Linked DNA regions of Mus musculus: region 2 is linked to region 1. A link is a contact called in public ChIA-PET data. All regions are on one chromosome and are shown on one strand. Each heading gives the region's core, a stretch centred on a gene start, on an enhancer-like site or on the middle of the called end of the contact. The rest is flanking DNA. Distances are from core to core; before and after follow the strand shown.

Region 1 (6,892 bases), core at 777-3,276:
TGCCACAGAAGGCTCGAGGGTGAATGCTCAGAAAACTCAGGTTTTGAGTCAGATCCCCAAGCCCTGGTCCTCATTAACTCCATGCCTTCAGTCAAGATGCATAGGAAACGCCATGCAGTCTTCAGTGTAAACTGAGAAACGTCCCTCTGGGACAGTTTCCTCCCTGAATTACAGCCCTGACCCTCCCTAGCAATGCCTAAAAATCAAAATGAACGAGGGAAAAAGTGTGACCTTTACCTGTCTTTGGTGGATCCAAGAAGATGGGCAGAATGTGTTTGCCAGCTGCCCGAACAACCAGATATCAAACATGATCGTTCCCGAAAGCTCTCTCAGTTCGTCATGTATTACAGATTCAGACAACCTAGAAAGAAATCTTGGCTTCCTAAGCAAGTGGCTTAACCCTTGTAATAGTGTGAGTTCCATTACTATAGCAAAATAGCTGAAGTAGGATAAATTGTAAAGAAACGAGGTTGTTCACAGTCTGAAAGTGTAAGGCACAGAGAGCCAGCCCTTGTAATTCTTCCTCCGACAAGGGCCTCATGACCCTGGCATTACAGTGATAGGAACACGCAGAGAAGAGGTCACATGGTGAGACAGGAAACAAAAAAAAAAGCGTTGTTGTTGTTATTATTATTATTATAATCTTAGGTGTATGGTTGTTTTGCCTGCATGTATATCTGTGTACCACATGGGTGCAGAGCCCACAGACGTCAGGAGAGGGTGTGCCCTGGAACTGGAGTTACAAATGGTTGTGAGCAGCCATTTGGGTGCCAGGAACCAAACCCAGGTGACCCGCAAGAGCAATCAGTGCTTAACTGTCACGCCACCACTACCGTCCCTGAGGGGCTCACTGTGTTCATTTTTTGGCAACGCCCTTTCCTGTGAATCTACTCCTCAGGACCAGCATTCACCTGTTCATCTCGTCTATCTCCAAAGGGTTCGCTCTTCCACACACTCATGGAGAAACACCACAAAATCTTCCCAGGAGCATTCTTGTCAGTTTCCACTCTGAACGTCAGCCCAGCCAGCATCTCTTTGCTGATCCTAGCAGGATTCAGGGACCACTCTTTGGCACTGAGTTCTTGACTCCAAGGGCCCGCATCTCTGGTTTTGTTGGGTTTTCTGAGACCCTCCCCCGCCCGCCTGTCCCTTTCACAAGTGGCAGCTCGCCCTGGGCTTTCTGGCATCTTTCATCCCTTCCGCAAGCTGACTCTTTTGTCCACTGTGCAAAGGAGGGCGTTCACCTCTTGCATAAATCTGCTTACTGCCCCCAGGCGTGCCCACTAAAAAACCTTAGCACTTACAGGGAGGGGGCAGCCCCTCTCCACATTTGCCCTCAGATGCCCACTGCCTTCTGTTCTCCTTGGCCCGGGGTAGACTCTGAGTCTTCCTCCGCATTGTTTGTCTTTTTGTCCTGCAGTGAGGAAAGCTTTTTCTGGAGCTTCAGTAATTGTCAGCGTGCCGGTCTGTTTACAGAGGTGAAGTTGGAGGGGTGCTCCTGGGCTCCTCTAATCTTTCTCTGTGTGCTTTGGAACATGCTTTTATGCTCATTAAAAAATAACAAGGAAGTACGACTTTCAAAGAGGCCGCTAGTTCATTTTGATCTTTGCTGGTCCGGTTATTTATTTATTTTGGAATGAAGGGTCTTAGGTATGTAGTATACCTAAGACTTGCAATGTCCATTTACCTTTCAAGTACTGGGATTGCAGGCTTGTGTTAGCATGTTCAGTTGGTATATGATGGAGACTGAAGGCTTTGAGTGTGCCAGGCAAGAGCTGAGCCGCACCCCCCACACCTGTGAGCCCAGCTGTCTAAACTTCCCATGCCAGTAGCCTGCTGTACAGTCGAAGGCCCCTTCAGTTCCATAGTCTGCATTTCCCTGCTTGACCCTAACTTTAGCTAATCTCCAGACCCCTGTCTCTAATAACTGTCTTCATGGAAGTCTCATATTGCCCTCTGAGAAAGCAGCCCTGTGAGCAGACTGCTGAGTAAGACGTTATGGCCAGCAAGGCTGAGGACAGGAAATTGAAAACATTTACCAGAGACTTCCTCAAGAGGCAAGGCATCTGTTTCCCCCACTTCCCCTCTGTGTGTGTATGTCTGTGTGTCTGTCTGTCTTTTGTCTGTGTGTGTCTTTGTGTGTCTATGTGTGTACACACACCGCACATACTTGTAGGTATGCCCGTGCTGTGGTCCAAGTGTTGAGGGCAGAGGACATCCTCCAGTCTTCGTACATGTGTCTGCCTTTTTTGAGACAGGGTCTTTTCACCTAAGTACTTCAGGCTAGCTGACCTGGGAGCTGCCAGGCATCCTCCTGCCTCTGCTTTTCTGCTCCAGTAAGGGGCCTGCACTGAGCTCCTGGGGTTTGAATTCAGGTCCTCACACTTACACAGAGAATTGCTTTACCTATGGAGCCAGTCCCCCAACATACACTTTATGATTGCTAAAGATTGGATGGAGAATAGAAAGTCCTAGAATTAGCCACTGGAAGGTTAGTACAAAGAATAACCCTACTGCTGAGCACTGATCTTACTTGATGTTCATTTTTATGGATGTAACTTTAGACTAAATACATCAATAGGAATGTTTTCTTTTAGATTGCATAGCGTTTAGGAATGTTTCTGAAATCTATTAAATTATACCCGTAACAAGACTATGAAGTGTAGAGATGAAACAGCTTTGGATCCTGTTGCCATAAGTAACATGTGTCTTATCAAAGAGCCCTGGCTTTAAGTACAATTGGAAAGGAAAAGCCATTCCCCTTGAAGCTCTGTGGAACTGCTGGGGTGGAGGTCTAGAAATATTTTTGTAAAATTACCAAAAGACTTAAGGATAATGAAGCTTTTAGGATGTGTTCTGAGCAAGCTGTTCAAATGATGGTTTCAGAAGTGGACTTAAAATTACCCCCTCTAAGCTTCCGAAGCCAAGTTTATATCCATTCTTTCTGCTCCCTGTGGGTTTCCTTCCTAAGCCCTTGCCAAGCGGCAGGCCTTAGGGTTTTCATATCTGTGCCATCACGCACACAATGGGATGTGTGCCTACATTTGTGTGCACATGTGTGTAGCCCAGGTTCTTAAGTGGAATGGCCTTAAAGAGATCGTTACTCTCAGTGGTCCTTGCAGCCTGTAGAAGAAAGTTGCAGGCTCTCCAGATGTGGGTAATGGAACCCTGGGATGACATGCCCCTGCCGCCCCAACCATGTGCCCTCAAGCAGCTCATCTGACTGGTGCAGGCCTCTGCTTCCTGCCCAGTCCAAAAAGCAAGAGTCCCAACTTGATGAACTTGGTGAGAATTAAAAGGCACAGCATTCGTTATGTTCACGGTAACATCTGTGCAGACTCCTGCAGCTTCGTATACCTTCACCCTCAAGCAACAACAACAAACATTCTCCCCCAGTTGACTATAGAGATGCCTTTAGGGCATTTAAGGTCACTTTCAATCTCTGGTGTATTGAGGCTGGGAAAGACTCAGGCTCTCCTCCCAAGAGCATCCCATGCAGTTCTTGCCATGCTTGAATGACTGTGGTCCCACAGAAATGGAACAAACACAAAGAAGGTTCCCCTGGGTCTCACTGGAGTTGCCTGTGATCTGTAGGGCTTGTTCTTTGACTTAGTGTGCTGGATTATGCAGAATAAAACCAGACCCGACAAAGGTCTGTTTCAGTAAACAGGGAGGTCGAGCATTGGGAAGCGAGAGCCAGCTACTTATGTGGTGGAAAGAAACTTAGGCCATCCTTGAAGAGGGGTCCCAGTAGGCCTGTCCCCTCCCTAGCAGTTACCAAAGCATACGTCAGCTAGTGCTTCTTAGGCTGTAGATGGTTTTTATTGGGGGGGGGCACATTGGGACTCTTTATGCAGCCAAGGCTGGACTGAAACTTCTGGCCCTCCTCCCTTAGCCTCTCAAGCTCCGATTTCCCAATGTGTGCCATTGTGTCGAGCTCAAACAAGTTTTCTGGGGTGTGCTCAGGTAATCTGATTCTAATTGGACAACCAATTACAAGCATGAATTAGAAGCATAAGTCTCCGCTCTGGTGACATTTGCAACAAGACGGTGACAAAGTCTTAATAAAGACCAAAATGTGAGGCATGTACAAAGAACAGTTCTATATTGAATCCGTCTTGTTCTCAAGCCGTGCTCTTCAGCCTCTTACTTCACACAGCATGGGAATGGGTTGACCCTTTCTCTGCTGGCTCACAGGCCTACCGTCTGTCTACCAGTGCTTGGACCACAGCTCATTTCTAATCGTGTAGGACCACCGTGGACCTCTAAGTCCTACATCAGAGCGTTTCTGATGGACACTCTCTGGCCTTGGCGACAGGTCGAGCGTAGCGGCATGGCCCAGGCCGGGCCAGGGTTGCACTGTACTATTTATTTTTCTTGGGTTTGGACGCTAACTATCATCAACTAACTACCCTGACATCCACTACACCCTAGTTTAGAACCAACCAGTGTGATTAAAAAAAAAAAAAATAGTGTAAACACAGTGAACCTGGGATAAGGAGCTACTTTATTTGTTCCTGCTGAGACAAGGTAAGCCCACTTTCTTACCTAGGCCAGTGGAAAGTGAGCTTCTCTTGTGTTCAACCAATCAAGGTCCTCTAAAGAAACAGTGCCAGTTAAACTAATATATATATGTCTCCAGTGACTTCTGTGTGTCACAGAGCTGCAGTTCTCTTGTAGAGGCCTCCTGTGTGACTGTCACTTTGAGTGCATGGGGCGCCTTCCAGGACGGCAGCTTAAGCCGGCAATGCTAGGACCATTGTCCTTAACGAGCTCTAATGCCCCTGTACCCAGTTATGCACACCCAGTTACAGCCACGGAGCACTGGTTGCACACGCATTTGCTTCAGGAGACCTGAGCAGCATCTACCTGCTCTCGCAGGTAGAGCAAAACAAGTGCAAATCACGTATTTGGCCAAAACAAATTGTGTATGTGTGTAAATGAACATGTAGCTGCAGGTGTGTGCCGGTCCATCCATGCTCACGTGTGCATATCATGTGTGTATATTCAGAATGATTGCCAAGTTCAGGCCTGTGACGTAGAGGCTATTTTCAGCAGTCCCCGTTCTCTTCAGGTCCACTGACTCCCATGTCTGACAAATGCAATTTGTAGCTAGATGGCCTGTGTAGAGGAGAATATTATATCTGCCCTCCCTGTGGCTCCCAGCCCCCAGCAGACAAGTGTAGGAGACGGAACACATCTTTCATTTAGCATCTTTTCTTCCCCTTATTGCCATTTGAATTCATCGAGAACAGTTTTGAGTCTCATTAGAGGAGTCTTAATTTAAAAATTAAGTTGGGAACTAGCAAGTGAAATTGAAGAGGCAATACCTTTGGTTCTGAACTGAGTTTTCATTACTCAGTTACTCTTCAAATTATACTGATTTCAGGTGTGAGGTCCCCCCCCCCCCCACATAGATTGGGAAGAAGGCTTTCTAGACAAACGGTTGTCTGTAGCTCTATTTCCCGCTCATCCACCTGACCCCAGGGGCGCCTTCCCTCTACCTGTTGTGTGGCCTGTCTGTGAGCCTCCGCCCCACCTCCTGTTCTTTCCCTCCCCAGTCCCATCCATGAGCATGGCAGTTTCGGTGGCCCTGGCAGCCTCTGTAGCCACATGATGCTGCTCACCACGGTACAGCTACGCCCTGCGGGAATTGACTGGCATCGTCTATTAGTGTCCACTCCTAGGACCACACCACTCCCTGTTCCCTGGATCAGAAACGTCCTAGAGCGTGGCGCTGTCCTCTCCTCAGCTTCCATCCTGTGAGGGGTGACTTCAGCTATCTAAAGGCTGCTATTTCCCGCCCTAGTCCATGCCTTTCCATAGCTTTCCAAGACACACACGCTCGATTCACTTACTAATTCACATGTGTGTGGTGCTTGGTCCTAGCATTTAGTGTTTGCTCCTTTACTTTGTGGGTTTGGCTAAATGCAGCGTAACGTGTTGTATTTTGCTTGGGAACCGCAAGTGCTATTACAATTGAAATGTGCACTCATGCTCCTCAGACCCTGCTCCTTGGGAGGGTAGATTTAGAAAATGTAGAGAGACAGGAGCCTCTGCCAAGTCTTGCTTGATCTTTGGTTTCTTCTTCAGAACCCACAGAGGCCTCTTGCCCACTCACATCTTCCTCCAGCTGGACTGTAATCTGTTTGAGGCCAGAGGGTTTCTTATCTCTGGCCCTAGTACCTCCCAGGGAACTCTGCTTAGAAAAGAAATCAACAAATATTTGTGGAAGTTGTGTGTGAACTGCCCTGTCGGGGCTGCCTCGTGTGCCCTGCCTCTATTCACGATGAAGGCAGCCCCCAGCAGGACTTAACTTGAACATAGAGCCTTTACCAAGGTGATTAAGATTCATTGAGAGCAAAGGTGGAGACTCCCTCCAGTGGAACTAGTGTCTTTATAAAAAGAGAACGAGACAACAGGGGCATCCCTGTATGGCAGAGGAGGGCACAACAAGACATTGATCATCGGCAAGCTAAGGAGAGGCCTCTGGAGAAACCAAACCCGCTGGCCCCTTGAACTTGGACTCCCAGTATCCAGATCTGTGTGCAGCTGAGTTCCTGTTGTTTGCACCACCACATTTGTTGTGGCAGCAAAGGCTAGTTAATATGGTCACCAGCTGTCCACTTTCTGTAAGATTGCAAGGCTAAGAATAAAATTCAACGGCTAAAGGGAATTTGGAGATCTGTAGCTTCCTATTTAACGTTAATCCTCAGTAATGGACAGCTGAATCCTAGCCCTCATCTCTTGTGTACCATCCATCGGGCAGCATGTCCCAGGCCAGCACCCCTACCACCCCACCCCACCACTACATGCAAGGAGAGTGAATGTTGTCTAAGATTCTTAGTCCCTGGGAAATTATCTTAGCCTGACCGACACTATATGACCTTGA
Region 2 (7,733 bases), core at 5,194-7,693, 280 kb before region 1:
GTACGGTATGACTATAAAGTCTTTAGTGTTTCCACGAAGAGATCAGACAAATCCATCAGGTGAATTTTACACAAGTTCTTCCAAGCAGTTCCCCAGGGAGACACATACACCTCCTCTACCCTCTCCCTGACTGGCTTCTTCTTCAATAGCTGCACTCACTTTACAAAGTTTCTGTCTGTGGGGTTCAATGTCATTCAGCCCATCACCTGGCTAGCAACAGGTTGGAACACATCATGAGAAGTGACACTTGGTTTTGGCAGAGAGGAGGAGGAGGAAGTGGATGGCCACACACAGATCCGGCTGCTGAGTTTCCCACGGGTACAGGAAAGCTGAGAAGTGACTCCCCAAAGTGCCATCAGATGCCAGGGGCTGCTAGGTTGGCTCAGGGACACTCTGGGTCTCACTAAGGGCTCACCTTATATCTAAGATCCTTGACTTTGGGGCTTATAAACCCTCTCAGAGGGGACACTAGGAAGTCATCAGTTTCTACTGTAGATATATACCCTGTGTGTATAAAGCAGAGTCAATAGTGTCTCTGACACAGAACAAAAGAAAACACGAGGGGCTGGCGAGATGGCTCAGTGGTTAAGAGAGCCGACTGCTCTTCCGAAGGTCCGGAGTTCAAATCCCAGCAACCACATGGTGATTCAAACCATCCGTAATGAAATCCAATGCCCTCTTCTGGAGTATCTGAAGACAGCTACAGTGTACTTACATATAATAAATAAATAAATAAATAAATAAATAAATAATCTTTAAAAAAAAAAAAAGAAAAAGAAAACACAAGCAACAACAATAAAAACAGAAACAGTGTACCTGGATGACTGAGGCACTCACTTAGCCTGGAGCTGGGAGCCTCAGCAGAGAAATCCGAACAGTCCAGGTCCTGCTAGCAACATTTCTCAACAGAGACTAAAACGTGGCCATGCTGTAGACTGGGGCTCTGCTGCAGGTAAGAAAGAAGGATGCTGAAAACCTACCTGCATTCCCACAGTGCTTGCTGGGGGGGGGGGGGGCGGCAGATAGTATGCTCTGCGGCAAGGGGTGGGGGTGGGGTGGGGGGAGACCTGAGGCTGAGATTCCATCCGCACTGGTCACCAGCTGGGTGGCTTTGGACCAGTCCTTTCCTGACCCTCCACTGTCTCCTTTGGAGGTGTGGTAAAGATCACTGGTGAAGTACTTTGAAGATGGGCGAAGACTACCACATTACAACACTAGGCGTGAAAAGAGTCACCTGTGACACTCAGTTTATAATGTTTTAAAAATCTTCTATCGCTGGAAGGGAGAGGCCACAGCACTTCTCAAAGGGACATTTCCTGCTCTCAAAATAGAAGTCAGAAGCCACGGTTTTAGTTTTCTTTTTGGTGTAAACCACAGCACAGGCGGTTGTTGCTATTAGCAGTCTGGCTGAACTGTGACCTTCTAACTTAGACTGTAGGAATCCCTGAAAGAATACTTTTCAGTTGCCAAGCCTTTCAAACAGGTTTCCCCAACTAAAGCACTGTTATCATGAATTAGGGGCTAATGGAATTGTCTTCTTAAAGGAGAACCTGCGAGATTCCAGTTAGGCCACAGTAGAGAGCCAGGAGGGTGGAAGATGGGGTGGAGGTGGGGTTGAGTATGGGTGGGATGGGGGAGGGGCTGGGAGCCATTGGTTTAGTGAACTCTTGCAAGGTAACACACTTGTTCAGAAAGAAACGTAGAATTTTTACAGTCCTTCTAATGGCGCACGAGCTGATTTGTGAATCAATCCAGGATCATAATTTACTTTTGGTTTATGGGATTTGGGAATTTTCGCATTTGTTTTAATTTGTAATTAAGTTTTCTCTACGAGGCACACCATATGCCACCATTAATTCTCTCTAGTTGATTTCTTAGGAGATACATGGGTGCATATTTTGATGTAATTTTAGAGGTCTTTTGAAAATCAGATGACTACGTGGTGAGCCATATGGGGCTTTGTTATTTAAAACACAAATTATAAAGCTAGAGAAAGCAAAATGGAAAAAAAAAAAACCAAAAAACTTCTAACGGGGACAAATTGGGGGGAAACTGGTTTCAAGCGCACAAATTGTCCACTTTTTTTCTCCCCGATATTCTGAAATCTCTGAGGATCCCGCGATGTCTCTTACCTTCTGTGAGCGCACTCTATACCACAGGTGCACGGAGCAACCCTCCCGGCCACGCTTGTGCTTTCCGCCGGGGCTGCAGATTCTAGCATCTGCCTTCTGGGAATTCGGCTGGAGCCAGCGCCTTTCTTTGCACACCCAGGCTTTGGCACTGAGCTCTGCTTTCTCCGCACCCACGGCGGCTCGGCTTTCCCGCTCGTGCTTTCCCAGGGCTCCCCCTCCCCGGCTGCCCCTCAGTACGTGCAGGCTGCAGAGCGGGCCGCGGCCCGGACGGCGAGCGCTAGGACCCAGCAGGACTCCGGGCCCGGGTGGGAGCCGAGCCGCCGACCCCGGGCAGGCGCCGGGCGCTGGAGCCGGGTGTTCCGGCCGCGGTCGGTGCAGCTCGGCTGGGAGACGGCGCGAGCCGGCGGCGGGGCCCCCCGCGAGTCCAGCGCCGCCGCAGCCCCCCAATGCGGCCGCGAGAAGCAGCTGGGGGGCAGGCGATCGAAGGTAAGGAAAATGCGGCTCTCTGGCTGCCTAGCGAGCCTCTGCCCGGGTTAGCATTGTCACCCCGAGCCTCGCTGCCCAGGCTGCCCATTTTGGGGGGCACCCTTGGCTTTTTATCTTAAGGTGTCCGCCCCCATCTGTGCTCCTAGTTTTGGATTGATTTATAGCATGCAGCCCAGAATGGGAAAGATCCAGGGATGGCGAGTTGGTTATTTTCATTAGTTTTTGTCTCAAAAGTAAGTTCATTTAAAAAAGAAAGAAAGAAAAGAAAGAAAAGTTTTTTTCTGGAATTTGTAGATAGCTGGGTTTACATTTTAATTTAAAAAATTAGCAGACAATGGATATTTATAAAAATTACCGAATAATTGATGTAATTCCGTTAATGACTTCGGAGGGAGGCGGCTCTGGAGGGTCCTCAGGCATGACTTGTATTTTCAAGGAACTAACGTGTTAAATGTGGAGTTTGGCTGGGGCAGAGTTACAGCATCGCTGTCGTAACTGTTTTGCTATCAATTATAAACAGAGTGTCTATGGGCAGTTTAAACCTCTTTTTCAAATACCGGAGCTTCATATCCCGGCGTGACATGGACAAACCAGAATGTCCATTGAAGGAAGCAGGAGTGTTTCTGTTTTTGGAGAAAAACGTTGCATTGAGGAGAAAAAAAAAAAAAAAAAAAAAAAAAAAAAAAAAAAAAAACCAGATTCCTAGCCCGGGAGACTATTTTTCATGCTTTGTTTATAGTCTGGGAATGACATTTGGGAAAGGGGAACGCGGTCTTTCTTGGGAGCTTTTAATCGTGGGGGTTATTAATTTATTTAATTTATTAGTTTCAATTGGTTGGGCTCCGGGAGCCTTCCGTCACCAGGTTATGCTAGCGTTGGGACACAGGATTGCGAAGGCGAAACTGCCAGCCCGGAAAGGACTGGACCGGGCTGGTGGAAGCTCCCCGTGGCGCTGTTGTAGGCTGGGTGCTACCGGCTCATTGAGGAAAATGGGGATGGCTCTCGGAGCTGAGGAAGACATCAGTATTTCCCTTTTGTTCCCTGTTTTTTCCATTGATCTCCAGCTCTGCCTTAGCCAGGGGGAGCAGCTCTGAGGGTGCAGAGAGCCCTGAAGACTGCACGAATGTCTGGAGCCCGCTCTAACTCTCACACTGATTGGTCAGTCTGATGGGGACTTAGGAAAACAGTCACCCGAAACCGTCTTTTAAAACCTCGTCTTAATTTCAGATCTGCCGGCTTGTACATGGGTTCCTGCCTGGTTTCTCTTTTGATCTGGGTGCATCTGGCTCGCTCTGGGTGTCTTTATCTTTAATTTTGTGTTGTTGTTTCTATCCAGATAAAGTAGGCCATTTTGGTGACAAATTTCTCTGCAGATGTCAGCTTCTAGCTCGCACTGATAGATGTGGGGCTTCACAGTGATTTCTCTCCATAAGTTGTAGGATGCAAAGTTGCTCAACTTGGAATTAATTTTTCCTAATTTTTTTTTCATCTGAGCATTTAAATAGCTACACCAACAGATGGAAGCTTAACTGTATCATTACTTTGATAATTTAAGTGCCTTGTGAATTAGTATGTTTCTCGCGCTAAATCTAAGTCTTTAGACAGTGGAAGGGAAAACAGACAATGAAAGGCAAGCAATCCCGATCAGCTTGCAGACTATTGCAAGAAATTGTGGCGTCTGCTTTGAGCAGAATACAATTCACATCCAAGAAGGGGCGGGGGTGGGGGGGTCTTTTACCACAGAAGGCAGAATTAGAGATAGGGGATGAAGCGGGATCTCTATAAGACAGCCTGCAGCCTCTCTGGACATCTTCATTTGAGCCTTAAAGTGCCTCATTAAAGAAGCTGGGTCCCAGAAGTTGTTAACCGTATAAACACTTTTCTGATTGGTTTAAATATTTAGACACAGGAAGTAGATGGTATCTAGTAACCCAGGAATGGAGACATGGTTGTCATAGAAACTGAGAAGTGTAACCCCACCCCACCCCCACCACACATGCATTCACTACCATGACCACCACTTAGGGGGGAAAAAAAAAGCCCTGCATGTCATCACAGATGCTTGGAGAACTTGCTGGCTTCTGTTAGCTTTCCCACAACATCTGTTGAAACCTGAGACCATGCCTGTCAAACCAAGGTCATTTTACAACAACAACCAAAAAACAGAGCCCTCTGGATTTCATAACTGTATTTTTATTGAAAATAGTTCAGGGAAGAGCCTGAAAGCCAGTGTGAGCGTTCATGCTTACTTAGCATTTTGGATCCTCTGAGTTAAGCAAGAGGAAGGCTGCAAAGAGTACATTTGAGCCATTAATTGTAGAACTATGTGTCTGCTTCTAGAGGTGTGTCTCTCCTGTTAGAACAAAAGTCCTTTTTTACAGACTTAGAGACCAGAATGCAGCCAGCGGAGGCAGGGTCATTTGGCAAAGGCGTTATGAAGTGTTTCCGGGCTTGCAAGCCGGTTCCAGGTGGAGTTGAGGTGTTTGATCATGAAGGTCTCTGGGGGGTTGGACAGGTTCCCTTGGGCTATGCCTGGTGCTCAGGGGAGCAAAGGGCAGGGTGTTCTTGGTGGCTGAGCAGGGGGAGGAGGTGCTCCTAAGTGGAGCGAGGACCATTTCCAGACTGCAAATATGACTGCCCAGTTGATTAGATGCATTTCCTCTCCCGTGAATGGAGAGCGGTGCTTTCCCGTTTTTGTTTTTGGTTTTTTTATTGAGGCTATTTTGGGTGGGTGGGGCGGTCCTCCAGGCCGTTAGCACACATATCAGCTATATCTTATTCATGGTGAGGAATACCAAGGAGAAAAGTTTAGTCACCTCCTCCAGCGCCCCCTTTTCACTCATTTTGCTAAGCAGAGAATAACCAAACATACCTCTCCTAAATTTTGACTTTGAGGTGCTTCAGTAAAACTTGTCGATATAACAATCAACACAGTGGCTAGAATTTGACCTGTTGTATCCATGACAATCTTTAAATGGTAAGGTGGTTTTTTTTTTTTTTAGTATTTATTATTATTAATTATGCTTAGGTGTATGTATCTGCATGTGGGTGTGGACACATACCAGAAGTCCTTGGAGCTGAAGTTCCGGACTGTTGTGAGCCCTCTCGTGTAGGTGCTGGGATCCGAACACAGGCCCTCTGGAAGAGACCTCTTAACTACTGAGCCATCTCTCCAGCACCCCTTTTAAAATATTTATTTATTTATTTATTTAAGGCAGGATTCCTCTGTGTAGCCCTGGCTGTCCTGGAACTCACTCTGTAGAGCAGGCTGGCCTCAAACTCACAGAGATCCACCTGCCTCTGTCTTCTAAATGCTGAGATTAAAGGTGTACACCACCCCCACCCTGCCAGACTCCTTAATTTCAAGGTCTTTATATTTGTGTTTCAAATAACTTCTCTCCATATGTGGTATATTTAGCACTGCACTGGACCCTTTTCTTAAAAAGGTTTTAAATTTTATTTAAATTGCAGTTTGGTACTTCTAAAAGAATATCACATCTCCCTTGTTTTTCTCAACTGATTGCCTCAAGGAGTGGGGGGAGAGATGAAAGAGTTCCTAAATATGTCTTAATGCTTATTTAATATCCTATATTGATGGTGTAGCAAATAGCTTAGAGCCATGTAGTGTCCATGATCCGATTACGGGTGTAGTTCACGATCCCACGTTATCAAATATTTGGTGCTCCGGGACTTGATGGCATGACTGGTCCCTCTCAGCAAAGGATTTCCTGTTGAGAAGTTATCTGCAAGTACAGCAAACTGCCATTGGCAGGAAACCTGACAGTTGCTTGTTTTTACAAACTGAAGGAAGTGAATGAGACTTGTTAGTTTCCAGAATCTACCTTGACTCGCTCCAGCCTGCCCCAGAGTTTGCTCAGTTCAAAGGAGGTGACCATGAGTTGTACGAACGATGAGCCTGCTTCAAATCACTGGCACTTCCGTGAATTTCCGTTTTGACTTTAGAATTGGAAGAATTAATCCTTACGCTGTCAGGTACAGCTTCGTTCACCAATACAAATGAGCAAGGTGCTCAATGAAGTCCTAGCTCATTCCCAGTTGTCAGAAAGTCACTGATAGAATCATTCAAGCTGGCACTGTTTGGATGGCTGTGCCAAATTTTTAACAGTAGTTTCAGAATACCAATCAAATGCCAAAGGAGGGAAGAAGGGAAGGAGAGAGGGAGAGGACTGTCCTTCTCTGCTTGCTTCTGAGGGGGGGAAATTCATAAAGAACATATTTCAGGTATGTGCCAACCTTGCTGGTAGCCGGAAGCACAAGGTAGGTGTGGGTCTGTAAAAAGGCGCTTGAGAGAGAAACATCACAACTTTGAAAGCATCTACTACTTGAAATCATTATTTATTTCACTATTTTAACTTTGGATAATCTCATGTTTAATTGCTTCAATTCATGAATGTTCCATATTCTGGAGGGGTAGGAGGAAGGGCAAGCCTCTTTATAGGCTGTAAGTACATAGACCCCCATAATAGAACCAGCTATTGGAATGGCCCACACACACGTTTTCTTAGGCATCGTTTTTGTTTTATAGTTAGCACCAAGTAGAATCTTAAGCAAGATCCTGATAGCTGAATGGAATCAAAGAAGAGCTAGCTACTCTAGGGGAACCAGGAGCCCAGAGGTGGTGACCGCCCTCCAGGCAGCACCTGGGGCTAGCACTAGAACTCAGAACTCTGCCAACATAGTTGCAAACCCACTGCTTTTTAAATGGCCCAAATATTCTCCTAAGGAAGCCAGAGGAAACTGCCTTCAGGGCCCTATGCCAACTCAGCTAAAAAGAACTTTTGCCTGGGCGATTTCAGAGGACCTTTGTTCTCAGAGAGAGGGGGAGGCGAAAGGTAACAATCCGTTATGTCTCACCACACATCCTGAGAAACTACTGGGAACCCAGAGAAAGATCTGACCAGTCACTGCATGACAAAGTCCCAGGCTTGTTCTAATGAGAGAGGGGCAAAGTCTTTTTTAGGGGTGTAAAAATGCAGGCTTCCTTTATAAGTGATAGGAATGGCATGTGGGCGTGACCAAGGTGGTCCACTGTCAACTTGCTGGGAGGCTTGGCTTTAGTGTCTTTCGGTGTGGTTCTGTCAGGGATGGAGAGAG

What was found. ChIA-PET counts read pairs in DNA pulled down with a chosen protein or histone mark.
Region 2: a contact with region 1 is called in an RNA polymerase II ChIA-PET map of memory CD8 T cells, with 15 read pairs. The contact joins two enhancer-like sites. A contact is called at or near these places in 3 of 484 Hi-C or Micro-C datasets (cerebellum, pro-B cells and uterus), 10 of 115 datasets of contacts at active chromatin or transcription factors (astrocytes, bone marrow-derived macrophages, embryonic basal ganglia and 5 more) and 3 of 9 other capture datasets (adipose tissue, embryonic stem cells and pancreatic islet).

The regions. Positions count from the first base shown.
Region 1 is chr12:99,279,760-99,286,651 of GRCm38.p6, reverse strand. All of the region lies in intron 4 of Foxn3 (forkhead box N3), which reads left to right. Among named protein-coding and RNA genes, the nearest start is that of Gm46371, 47 kb to the left of the region's middle. Within about 2 kb of position 2,026, at least 66 of the 459 cell types and tissues checked have an H3K27ac peak or open chromatin away from gene starts, as enhancers often do. A contact at or near this core is called in memory CD8 T cells and pro-B cells, where this site is marked.
Region 2 is chr12:99,558,356-99,566,088 of GRCm38.p6, reverse strand. It overlaps Gm26839 (predicted gene, 26839), which reads right to left and starts at 2,248. Exons shown (of 4, transcript NR_136760.1): 1 at 2,133-2,248; 2 at 817-946. It also overlaps a transcript of Foxn3 not described here. Within about 2 kb of position 6,443, at least 57 of the 459 cell types and tissues checked have an H3K27ac peak or open chromatin away from gene starts, as enhancers often do. A contact at or near this core is called in memory CD8 T cells and pro-B cells, where this site is marked.